Linked DNA regions of Sus scrofa: region 1 is linked to region 2. The links are chromatin contacts, called in public HiChIP or PLAC-seq maps. All regions are on one chromosome and are shown on one strand. Each heading gives the region's core, a stretch centred on a gene start, on an enhancer-like site or on the middle of the called end of the contact. The rest is flanking DNA. Distances are from core to core; before and after follow the strand shown.

The links. HiChIP or PLAC-seq counts read pairs in DNA pulled down with a chosen protein or histone mark.
Region 1: a contact with region 2 is called in an H3K27ac HiChIP or PLAC-seq map of skeletal muscle. The contact joins the enhancer-like site here to the promoter of IGHMBP2 in region 2. A contact is called at or near these places in 8 of 47 Hi-C or Micro-C datasets (embryonic fibroblasts, liver, mesenteric adipose tissue and 2 more) and 1 of 2 datasets of contacts at active chromatin or transcription factors (skeletal muscle).

Annotation. Positions count from the first base shown.
Region 1 is chr2:4,232,788-4,238,884 of Sscrofa11.1, reverse strand. No RefSeq gene overlaps it. Among named protein-coding and RNA genes, the nearest start is that of CPT1A, 15 kb to the left of the region's middle. Within about 2 kb of position 1,789, at least 71 of the 83 cell types and tissues checked have an H3K27ac peak or open chromatin away from gene starts, as enhancers often do. A contact at or near this core is called in embryonic fibroblasts, liver, mesenteric adipose tissue and 2 more, where this site is marked.
Region 2 is chr2:4,192,105-4,197,992 of Sscrofa11.1, reverse strand. It overlaps IGHMBP2 (DNA-binding protein SMUBP-2), which reads left to right and starts at 3,294. Exons shown (of 19, transcript XM_021082692.1): 1 at 3,294-3,613; 2 at 5,285-5,454. The coding sequence starts at 3,309.

The DNA of each region.
Region 1 (6,097 bases), core at 540-3,039, 42 kb before region 2:
CATTCAGGGCAGAAAGGGGCTCAAGCATTCAACAAGTGTCTGAAGGCCTGCTCCAGCTCACAACACCCAGGAGAAAAGCAAGTTCAAGAGCCATTTAGGGGAGTTCCTGTCACGGCTCAGTGGTTAAGGAATCCGACTAGGAACCATGAGGTTGCGGGTTCGATCCCTGGCCTTGCTCAATGGGTGAAGGATCCAGGTTGCCATGAGCTGTGGTGAAGGTTGCAGACGCGGCTCGGATCTGGCATTGCTGTGGCTGTGGTGCAGGCTGGCAGCTGTAGCTCCGATTGGACCCCTAGCCTGGGAACCTCCATACGCCGAGGGAGCAGCCCTAGAAAAGACAAAAAAAAAAAAAAAAAAGCCATTTAGGAAACAGAAGTCATAGGGGGATAGTAGCAGCTTGGAGAGAATCCAGGAAGACCCTCAGGTTCCTGGGATGGGGGGGGGGGCAAGGCATGGAAGATTTCTTTCCTTTCTATCTAGAGAACTCGGTGTCCCACAATCAGCGACAGCCCTTTGCGAGCTGAGCAGCGACGGCTCTATTCTCCAACCCTCGGGGGTGGCCATCACCCTACTGTACCCCGGAGAGGCACGGCTCACTCAGCAGCACAACTGCTTTCAATTATTAACTTCCCCAAACATTCCTGGACATGAGACCAGCCCACACATAACAAAAAGGAAAGGTCATTCTCAGAACTGAGGTTCCCAGCCACCTCACCCCAAAAGGTCAGTCTGGCCTTGGCCCAGGGCCTGCTGGGAATGCAGCGTGAACAAGACGTCAACCTCCTAATATTTGCTTGGGGTAAGAGGTAAAGGCCACAAAAGGTAACAGAACATCAGGAATCAAGCAGAAAATATTCCTGACTTGGGTCAAGTAGCAGGTTTCTAGAAAAAAAAAAAAAAAATTCCCTGTACAACCCAGACTATTCTGCCTCCTCAAAGAAACTTAATAGCGGAGACTTCTGGAAAGGGCTTGGAGGGAGGTGGCCAGCTCTGCCCTGGAGTCCTGTTTCCCCGTGTGCTAGTAGTAGTACTTGTTTTCAAAACAGAAGAGTCCTTGCAGGAAAAGCTTCAGACCGGCTCAAGCCATTCAAAGAAAGTAGAAGCTTCGAGAAAGGCTCTCTGAGACGCACTTGAAATATCTCCAGCTTGAACAATTTTATTCTTAAAAGCAGCAGTCTTTCTGAGGTCCCGTCGTGCCTCATCGGAAACGAATCTGACCAGCAGCTATGAGGACACAGGTTGGATCCCCGGCCTCGATCAGCGGGTTAAGGATCCGGCATTGCCATGAGCTGTGGTGTAGGTCAGACACACACACCTCGGATCTGGCCTTGCTGTGGATGTGGTGTAGGCCGGCGGCTACAGCTCCGATTGCACACTCTAGCCTGGGAACCTCCATATACTGCGGGTGCGGCCCTAAAAAGACCAAAAAAAAAAAAAAAAAAAAAAAAAAAGCAGCAATCTTTCCGGAATTCAAAGTGCAGGCTCCACCAGCAAGAGAACTGTCTGGTCTGCCAATAATAACCATGCACAGTGACTAAACATTTTTTCCAACAAAGGGAAAAATGCACCGGATCAAAGTGCAGAACCAGCCCGGGGCCGAGCGGGCGCGCGTTTCCGCCTCCCACCTTCCCACCGCCTTTAGACCTCAGGCTGTGCCTTTAATAGCTCGCCTGGAACGCGTCCGCACCGGCAGCGCCAGCAACTGCGGTCGGCGCGCCCCTCCCCTCCCCCGCGGGCGTCACGTGACGGCTGAGAAAAGTAGGGGAAAGGTTACCGAGAGCCCCGCCCCCGGCTTGGCGCGTCCCGGGCGCTCAGATCCTGTTTCCCCGGCCAAGCCCAGAGAGACCTTCCGGAGCGAGCTGGCGCGCCTCGCCAGCGCTGCCACCCCGGCGGCAGCGGGCGAAATGCAGCGCCTCTCGGTGGGAAGGCCGGGCCCTGCGTGGTCAACCTTGGGGACAGTTGAGCTTAGTGCACCCGACGCCGACCCCCACCCAAAACGGCGCATTGCGCCCCGCGAGCCCAGAGCGCCTCCGGAAGGGGCTCGCTGCGAAACCCAAGGGAAAATTAACGGTGTTTCCATGAATGGGCGCGCGCAGCCAGGTTTGCGTAAGCCCAGGCCTTCGCCCCAGGACTCCCCGGAGACCCAGGCATGACCGCTCGGTGACCACTGGGCTGGGGCCGGGGCCAAGGGCGGCAGCGACACCAGGTTTATTCCCTTAATTTCTGGGTTTGGCCGCTTGTTTTCAGTACAAACTTGAAAGGTTATGTTGGCCCGTGCATGACGCCAGTTTCTGCCACTCTGATACCAAGTATGTGCACGCCTTCAGATGGCCCTTTTTCTGATGCCAGCAACTGTTCAGTTGGCGTTCAATGTGCAAGATCAGGTCTAGCAACACATCTTTGGATGGGAACCGGTCGTTGACATGTGAAAAGGAGCCCCTGGGCACGGAGAGGCCGAACCACCCCAAACTCTATCCGTGAATGCTGCATTCAGCTACTGTCTGACCCGCCCGTCCCAGATGACTTAGAGCTAAACACTCCCTCCCTGCCACAAGAGGCATTATCCTCAGCATCAATGTCCTCATACTAAGCCACACTCACTACGAGTCACCTTAAATAATTTGGAAAGGAGGGTGATGCTTGCTGGCATAAAAGAAAAAAAAAAAAAGAGACCTAGTTCGGCCATCTTTTATTCATTTGGTTTGTGGTTTAGAAGGACATAAGCATGCTTGAATATGTGGGATGACCAGAAACCGGACGCTTGTGTAAGAAAGTGGTGTCACAAAATAGACACGTTTCAAAAGGTTAAGCTGATTTTCATTTTATTCGGTAACTTACAAAGTTACCAGTTTCCTACCCAAATCTGCCCTTCAATTATTTTGATATCACATGGAGTATAGAGGAACCGAAAGCAGTTGCGAGCTGGGAATATTAAGTTCGTTCTGTACTCAACCTGATTACTCGCGATTTTTAACCCTCGGGAGTTCAAAAAGTAAGGTCATCTTTGTTCCCTTCGTTTCACTGAAGGCCAGGCACCGATTTACATTAGAAAGACGCTGACCCACGGTCTCTCCAAACAAAACGAAAGGAACCGACTGTCGGCTCACACAGGGCGTTAGGATTAGGGGCAGCCCGAGAAGAGGTCTGGTGCCCGGGGTGCACAGCCTCCCTTGACCGCGCCGTCCGGGCTCTCTGGCCAAGTCACGTGATGCCCCCCCCACACACACCCTCCCACCTCCCGCGAGGCAGCTCCCCCGCTCCTCTCGACCTTGGGTAGACCGCGTGCGCCCACCTGCCCTAGACTCCGCGCCGCACGCAGGGGTGGAGGGCATTCGCAAGTGGGAACTCAGGTCCGGCGCCCCCCCTTAGCATCCAGGGAGGAGGGTCGCAGGGCGCGGGGAGTCCCAGGGCCAAGGGCGTGTCCCGACGGCAGCACTGCAGGGGCGGGCGCAGAGAGGGGGTCGGCGACGCTCGGCTGAGTCCTGAGCGTCCCTGCGGCTCCCGCTTGGGACCCGCCTGAGACCCCAGGGCGGCCCTCCCGGATGGGGTGAATGGAGCAGGAACAAGAGAGGATTGGCGGCGCCCAACCAGGTCCAGAGGGCTGAGCATCCCTCCCGTTTGCCGCATCCCTCCGGCTCCCGCACGGTCCCGCACGGACCCCCAGACCCAATCAACCCATTCCTGGGAAGTGCGGGTGAGATGCGAAGGGAAAGGGAGCCGGTGGCCCTAATGTCCCAGGCCGGAGGCGTCCTGCTAAGTCCGAAGGGTTGAGCATCCCTCCCGCAGCGGTGCAGGACATGCCCTCATGCAGACCGACCCCGGAGCGGACCCCCAGATCCAGTCCACTGCAGGGGATGGGGAATCTCGCCCCGCTCCGGTTTCGGGCTCTCTACGAAACCCCTGTCCCTTGGCCGCGTCGCGGCACAGGCGGCGGTCCCTACCCACTCCCTCAGTCCGGGTCCCAGTAGTCCCCATCCGCCCCCCGCCTTGCGCCCCGCCGCAGCCCAAGCGGGGCGCCCGCCCTCCCTCGGCCCGGCCCTACCGAGTCGACGGACGGAGGTGCGGCGGCGGCGGCAGCGGCGGCAGCAGAAGCGGCAGCGGCAGCGGCGGCGACGGCAGCTGCGGACTGAGCGAGCAGCGAGCGGGCGCCTGGGGCGGGAGGGCTGCAGACGAGGCCGAGTGCACCCGACGCCGGCAGCGACCGATTGGCTGATGCGCGCAGCTGCGGAGCCGGCGGGCGGTGACTCCCCGCGCGAGGAGGGCCAGGGGCGGGACCTGGACCGGGCGGGGCGGGGCGTCAGGGGGCGGGGCGTCAGGGGACCTGGCGCGCCCGGGAGCGGGTCTGGTGAGGAAACTGAGGCTTGCCCGGGTGCCCGCCACCTCCGTCTCTGCCAGCGTGGGGCCTAGGGGGAGATTTCTCGCCCTGAGAGCCTCAGTTTCCTCATCTGAAAAATGGGCCAACTCATTAGGGCCATGCCCATAAAAGCGCTTAGCCCAGTGCAGAGCTCCTGCTCGCCCTCCATAGGCACTGCCCCATTTAATCGTCGTGGCACCCCTATAAATAGCTGATCCTAGCCGGGGCAGGAGAAAGAGTCACGAACCTGCTCAGGATCACACAACTAAAAAGATGGATCCGACATTGGGCCCGAGTCTGACTCCAGCGCCCACGCCCCAAATCAGACCTATCCCCGGAGTGACAGCTGATACGATCGGGACAGTGCGGCTCGCAGGGCCAACACGGAATGCAGATTCCTGTGAGCTTCCTGAGCTTCCTCCTCGTATACCTGGGTAAAAATTCCTCCCTTTCGGGGCTTTGGTAAGGTTGAGTAAACGATTCCGGCTCCTAAAGCATCGTAGGTGCCAGGGAAGAAATGGCTGGAGGTGGGAACAGAGTGACCGACAGACCCGCGTGCGGGTCACCAGCAGATAGATGCCAGCGTCTAGGTCGACGACGAGGGCAGCTGGTGCGCGGGCTGGGGAGGCGGCTCCGCGCTTGCCGCGGGGTGAGCCGCTGAGCCACCCTTTTCCCCGTCTTTGCTGGAAACGCTTCCCAGGTCCCACCTCCTGGTCCTGCAGGCAGCAGGTGCTCCGCAAGAGAACCAGTTGATGAACAAAACCCGGCTTTCTTAAAGGTCAGCCACTCCTTTGGGCAATGAAGAATCCATGCTGGCCTCTCTTTCCGTCTGCACTGTTTGGACGTCAGGGGAGGAAGGGTTTAGAAAAGAAAATGAAAGTCTACACTAGTTCCGGCCTCCCCGCCTCTCACTACTCCGGTTAACTGTTGGCGCGCTTGCTAACTGCAGGCTGTTTTGAATGAAGTCCTCAGAACGGGGATGTTTGTAATACTCCTTTGTGTTCACCTGGCTTATGTCGCGGACAGGATCCCCTGTCGAGGCACAGAGTGACCCAGGCTTTCACAGTTTTTAACACGCCCGCTGGGCACTTAGGCGTCTCCTTTCCAGCACCTGCAGACATACCTAAAGCTGCCGCTGGCCGTCAGAAGTGCATCTTTGCCTCTTTGTAGATCGCTGGAAGTCAAGCAACCAGGTCAAAGGACAGGTCGGTGCCACTTGCCCAGCTGCCCTCTGGAAAAACCTCCACTCCCTTTTGCGCATGGAAGCAGGGCCTCGGAACTCATCAGGGCTGGCCGTCAATCCCAAAAGGGTGGGAGGGGGCAGAGATATGGAGCCCTGTTTTAATTTGCATTTCTTTGAAGTTGAAAGTTGCGGATTTTGGAGGTCCCGTTGGGGCTCCGCAGATTGTGGACTTCCTGTTAGTATCCAGGAGGATGCGGGTTTGATCCCCGTCCTCACTCCATGGGTTAAGGATCCAGCATTGTCGTGGTGTAGGTCGCAGACGCAGCTCAGATCTGGCGTTGCTGTGGCTGTAGTGTAGGCTGCCAGCTGTGGCTCTGATTCGACCCCCTTGCCTGGGAACTTCCATATGCTGCAGGTGCAGCCTTAAAAGGCAAAAAAAAAAAAAAAAAAAAAAAAAAAAAAAAAAAAAAAAAAAAGAAGAAAGAAAAAATTGCAGATGTCGTTCCCCTGAGGGCTTCTGCTTGGCCCATGAGCCATCCCAGGCTGTGACCCCACAAGAG
Region 2 (5,888 bases), core at 2,045-4,544:
CATGTGTCCACAGAAGCCTCTAGGCGACACAGCAGAGAGCATCACTTCCAGGGACTGGTTATTACTGGGAGCGTCAGGATGCGGTCACCACAGCACCTGAAGGGGCCCAGGGATGGAGTTCCCGTCGTGGCGCAGCGGAAGCGAATCTGACCAGCACCCGAGAGGACACAGGTTCGATCCCTGGCCTCACTCAGTGGGTTAAGGAAGGATCCGGCATTGCCATGAGCTGTGTGTAGGTCACAGATGCAGCTCAGATCCTGTGTGGCTATGGTGCAGGCCAGCGGCTACAGCTCCGATTCGACCCCTAGCCTGGGAACCTCCATGTGCCACAGGTGCGGCCCTGATAAGGCAAAAGAAATAAATAAATAGGCCTAAAATGGAACCACCTACCCGCTAACGCATTCCGTGACCAGGTGCCCACTAAGCTCAGACCCTGTTTGGTGCCTCTGGGGTGGCCCTGATGAGCCCACCTCCTGGTAGCCTCACCACCCCCCCATGGAGCTGGTTTCTGTGACCAAGAGCATGTGGCAGAAGTGACGGCTGGCTCTTCAAGGAGAGTTTTAGAAGAGTGCCACTGCGTCCTGGGCGCCCTCTCTTCTCTGCTGCAGGGCCGCCAGGCTGTGAGGAGCCCTTGGAGAGGCCCACCGGGCGGGGAAGGGAGGCCTCCTGCCAAAAGCCCAGGGAGGGAACTTGGACACCGATTCGGCAGCCCCTGCTGACAGCCCGACTTGGATCTAATGAGAGATCTGCAGCCAGAACCACCCGGCTGAGTGGCCCCTGCACCCTGACCGGAAGAGAAGGTGTGATCAGTACACGGTAGTTATCTTAAGCCGCCAGGTTTGGGGGTAATTTGATGCACAGCAGTAGATAACTAAAACCCCAAGGCACCCACAGTACGCTGAGAAAGGCTCAGAAATAAAATGCAGAGTACTTAGGGGCAAAAAGTAGAGGCCAGATTTCTTAGTGACTATTGTTGCTGTTTTTTTTTTTTTTTTTTTGGTCTTTTTGCCTTTTCTAGGGCTGCTCCCTCGGCATATGGAGATTCCCAGGCTAGGGGTCCAATCGGAGCTGTAGCCACGGGCCTACACCAGAGCCACAGCAACGGGATCCGAGCCGCGTCGGCAACCTACACCACAGCTCATGGCAACGCCAGATCCTTAACCCACTGAGCAAGGCCAGGGATCGAACCCACAACCTCATGGTTCCTAGTCGGATTCGTTAACCACTGAGCCACGACGGGAACTCCTGTTGTTTTTTTTTCAATTGAGCTATAATTTAGATACCACAAGAGTTATTGTTATTATTATTTTTTTTTTTTGGCTTTTTAGGGCCACACCCTAGGCATATGGAAGTTCCCAGGCCAGGGGTCCAAGAGGAGCTGCAACCACTGGCCTACACCACGGCCACAGCAACGCCAGATCTGAGCTGCATCTGTGACCTACACCAAAGCTCAAGGCGGGATTCCTAACCCACTAACGAGGCCAGGGATCGAACCTGCCTCCTCATGGATACTAGTTGGGTTTGTCTCCACTGAGCCAGAATCCAACATTCACCTTTCAAAGCTGGCTCATCAGCAGCTGTTCCCAACTCCTGGCCCCTGGGGCTGCTTTCTCCTCCTGCCCTAACCTGGCGTGTCTGCCTGCGGTTTAGGCCTCGGACCTCACCTCTTCTCATGGCCATTCCTCTGGTGACTGCATCTAGTCAATTACCGCCGATATGCTGGTGACTCTCAAGTCATACCTGCTGCCCGGACTTGGAGGGACAAGTGCCACGTCCAGTTGGTGCCACAAAACGTAACAAAGGCTCCTGATCCCACCCCCATGCCCACACGCTCCCCACCTCACATAATGGCCACGCATCCTTCTGGTTGCTCAGGCCCCAAATCTCAGGCACTTATGGCCCTTCTCTCTCACACCCTTCAGCCAACCCATCAGCAAATGCTTGCCTCTCCTCAACAGATCCAAGCCACCACCACCTCTCACCTGGACCGTGACTAACACCCTTCTCCACACAGGAGCTAGAGCAATCCTGTTACGGCTGAGGCCAGATCGTGCCACTATTCAGCGAAACTCTCCAAGAGCGTCCTGTTTCATTCAGAGAAAAAGCCAAAGTCCTTGCGGTGACTGTGGGGCGGGGGCAGTGCGATCCCCTCTGTCTCTCTCAGCCCCTCTGGTTCACACCACACCTGCCGCTCTGGCTCCTCCCGGAACATGCGAGGCACAAGGGGCTCTGCCTTGACTGCTCTTCCCCTGGACGCCCCCACCCTGGGTATCCCCCAGACTAATTCCCTATTTCTTTTGGGTCTCCATTCAAACACCATCTCAGTAGAGAGGACTTCCCCAATCATCCTATTTAAAATTGAATCTTGGAGTTCCCATCGTGACTCAGTGGAAACGAATCCGACTAGGAACCATGAGGTTGCGGTTCCACCCCTGGCCTCACTCAGAGGGTTAAGGATCCGGTGTTGCCATGAGCTGCGGTGTAGGTCGCAGATACTGCTTGGATCAGAGGTTGCTGTGGCTGTGGTGTAGGCCGGCAGCTGCAGCTCGGATTCAACCCCTAGCCTGGGAACCTCCATGTGCCGCAGGTACGGCCCTAAAAAGAACAAAATAAAACAAGACAAAGACATAACAACAACATCCTATCACATCTAAAAATGGGAACAATTATTTATCAAATAGACACATAGATCCGATAAAAAATATACCTAATCACTCCCTTACATAAATAGACACTCCAACCATTTCCGCAGTGGCTGCGGCAGAGGTCTATAGCGTTTCTCATGAACATTATCTTTTTGAGCTTCATGACAACCCACCGCCTAAAACTCAGCTGTTGCTTGTGCTGAATTGGTTACCATTAGGCAAGAGCTTGTATCGCCTTTTTCCAGATGAGGACAGAGGTTCAGAGTGGTTCACAGCCTGGGGGTAATGGTTACAGCACAGGCTTCGGACCCGGACCGAGCTTTCTGGTTCCGGCCTGCCACCCCCTTGCTGTGTGACCCTGGGTAAGTTACCTGACCACTCTGAGCTCAATTTGCTCCCCTCAACAAAACAGAGCCTGTATGGAAATGGGACAGTTATCGTCAGTATTTAAGCTACTAACTAAAGGAACCAGGATCTGAACCCAGATGTCCCCGACTCCAAAGCCCGCCTATGGTCACTGCATCAAAAAAAGCAATCAACACAGAAGCATCGGGTCGGACACAGACACACGTGAGGAGGGACGGCGGGGCGCCGGGCTCGTCCCGCCTCTTCCCGCCACCTCCCGCCATCCTGTAACCCTAGTCTCACCTGTCCCGGGCCTGGATGTCCTCAGAACGCTGCGGCTGTAAGCAGACACCAGCCGTCCGAAGGTGCCCTGCAGGACGGAGGCCGCCACGGCCGCCGCCATCTTTCTGCAGCCTCGGCCGAGAGCGGAAGCGGAAGCGGCTCGAACCTGGTGCGTCGACGCACCGGGCCCGACCGGAAGCACCGCCCCGCGCAACAGCTGTACCTCGTCGGCTTCGGCCCGGGCCGGGCGGCGCCATGGCCTCGGCGGCGGTGGAGAGCTTCGTGATCAAGCAGTTGGACCTGCTGGAGCTCGAGAGGAGCGCGGAGGTCGAGGAGCGCAGGTACAGCCGCGGCCTGGGCTTCTCGGAGTCGGTCCGTAGGTTCCCCCATCCCCGCCTCGCTCCGACCCCGGGCTGAGCCTCCGGAGGCTCGGCCTGGCCGGGATTTGCTCTCTGGATCCCTGGAACCCCGACCGCGGCTGCGAAGGGGCTCGGCCGCCTCCGGGGTGGAGGCCTCTTCACCTCCCGGGGCAGCCCGTTCCGTCTGGGGGACCCTTAGGAAGCGTTTGTTCTCCACCTGACACCCTCACTGAACTTTGCCTCGGAGGCCCGGCCTCTCTCCCCACTTTCTTCCCCAGCGTGTTCTCAGCCCTCGTCCTTAATTGTCTTCTCTGTAAACGCTGGCGCCTGTTCTGTGCCAGGCCCAGAGCGAGATGGAGACGTTGGTATGGTCACCTGGAGCCGGGGGATGAGCGGAAGGCGCAGATGGGAGCGTAAACAGTTCCCTTCCAGCGTGACGCATGCTGGCGCTGTGCGTGCAGGGGACGGGCGCATCGAGAGCGGGAGGAAGAACAGCTGCCCCTGGGGAGCTTTAGTTCGGGGTCGGCTTCCTGGAGGAGGTGGTCTCTGAGCATGGCCTGCAGAAAAATAGGGGTTACAGTGGAAGCAGGGGAGGAGATTCCTGCAAGAGATGTGGGGAGAGCCGGCAGCCCTGCAGGCCAGGGAGGGAGCTGTGAGAGAGCTGGGCTTGTTTCTGTAGGACTGGAACTTTACCGAGGGCTGTGAAAGCACCGGACGGACTTGAAACCTCATGTCAACTCCGCGCGGTAGATTCCCGTGATTCCCGTTTTTTGTCGAAGGAGACTGAGACAGAGGGGTTGAGTCATTTGCCCAGGGGAACACAGGAAGAGACAGGATTTGAGGTTCAGGCAGGCTGATTCCAGATTTCGAACTCAACCCTTGCACCGCACGAGTGGACAGGGTTCCTTTTAGAGCTTTTTGGTCTTGAGGGTGAGGAGTGTTTGCAGTCCTGTCGGCCTCAGAAGGATCTCGGCTCCATCGGTTTGGGCTGAGTGACTTTGCAGCTTTCGGTGTCTCATGCACAAAATGAGGTGGTCCTCACAGCAGAGCAGAAGAGTGAGGTGGGAGTTCCGGGCCCTGAAAGTCAAGTGCTCAGGACAGTCACGAGTGCAGAGTAAGTGCCGCGGGAAGATGGACGGGCTCAGATGGCGAAGCGTCTTGCGGAGAAGCTCCTGTTCTGTTCTTGTGCGGAGGATGGGCCTCCGGGCCCTTAAGCAGGTCAGGGAGGTAAAGAGATTTGCATTTTCGGAGGCTCCCTTGGATGGTACCCACTGGTGACCGGCTGGGGAGAACTGAGAGGTAAGACAGTTAGGCTCAGTTTAGTCCAGATGGTCAGCGAGGTAGGCTTGCACCAGGGCTGTGGCGGTGATGGTGGGAGACAGAGGAGGATTCAGGATACAAACCAGAGGCCTGGTCGGACTCAGGGACACACAGGACCTGGGATTTGGGGAGTGAGAGGAGAGGCGGTGAGCAAGGTTCTGTCTGGGGACACTGGGAGAAGGGCTATAGGAGGAGCAGGTGTGAGAGGGGGTGGGTTTGGCGTCTTCCTGGTCATATTTGGTGCCCATGCACAGACCACCCTCTGTTCCTTCTGCACGGTTGGAAGTAAAATAACGTATAAATACTGATGTTTCAGCATCGGGTGTCTCCTAGGTCCTGGCAGGAAAACGTCTCTCTGAAAGAACTCCAGAGCCGAGGCGTCTGTTTGCTGAAGCTGCAGGTCTCCAGCCAGCGGACCGGGCTCTACGGGCGGCTGCTGGTCACCTTCGAGCCCAGGAGGTGCGCGTCGGCAGCTGTGCTTCCCAGTAACAGCTTTACGTCAGGTCTGTGCGCTTTCAACCTAGGTGTTCACTGACTGCTGCTGTCTTCAGATGCGAGTTGTAAGGCCTGTGTCACATGTGACCAGGTGGCGGATAAAGCCTTGCATTCGTTGGAGGGCTCCTGCCTAGAAATTCAGCAGTTAAGAGGCTTTTTGTTGTCTAGACCAGCGCTGTTCAGACTGGCAGCCACCAGCCACATGGGGTTATTGGACGCTTGAAATATGGCTCAATGTTGCTGCACGTGTCAAATACACCCCAGACTTTGAAGATTCTGTTCAAAAAACTTAGAATGTCAAGAGTAATTTCTTTGACTGCTGTCTTAAAATGATATTTTCATATATTGGCCTAAGTGGAATATTGCTGAAATCACTTCGCCCATTGCTTTTCTGTTCTGACTGTGCTGCTGGCTTACATGTGAAATGTCAAATCACACGTGC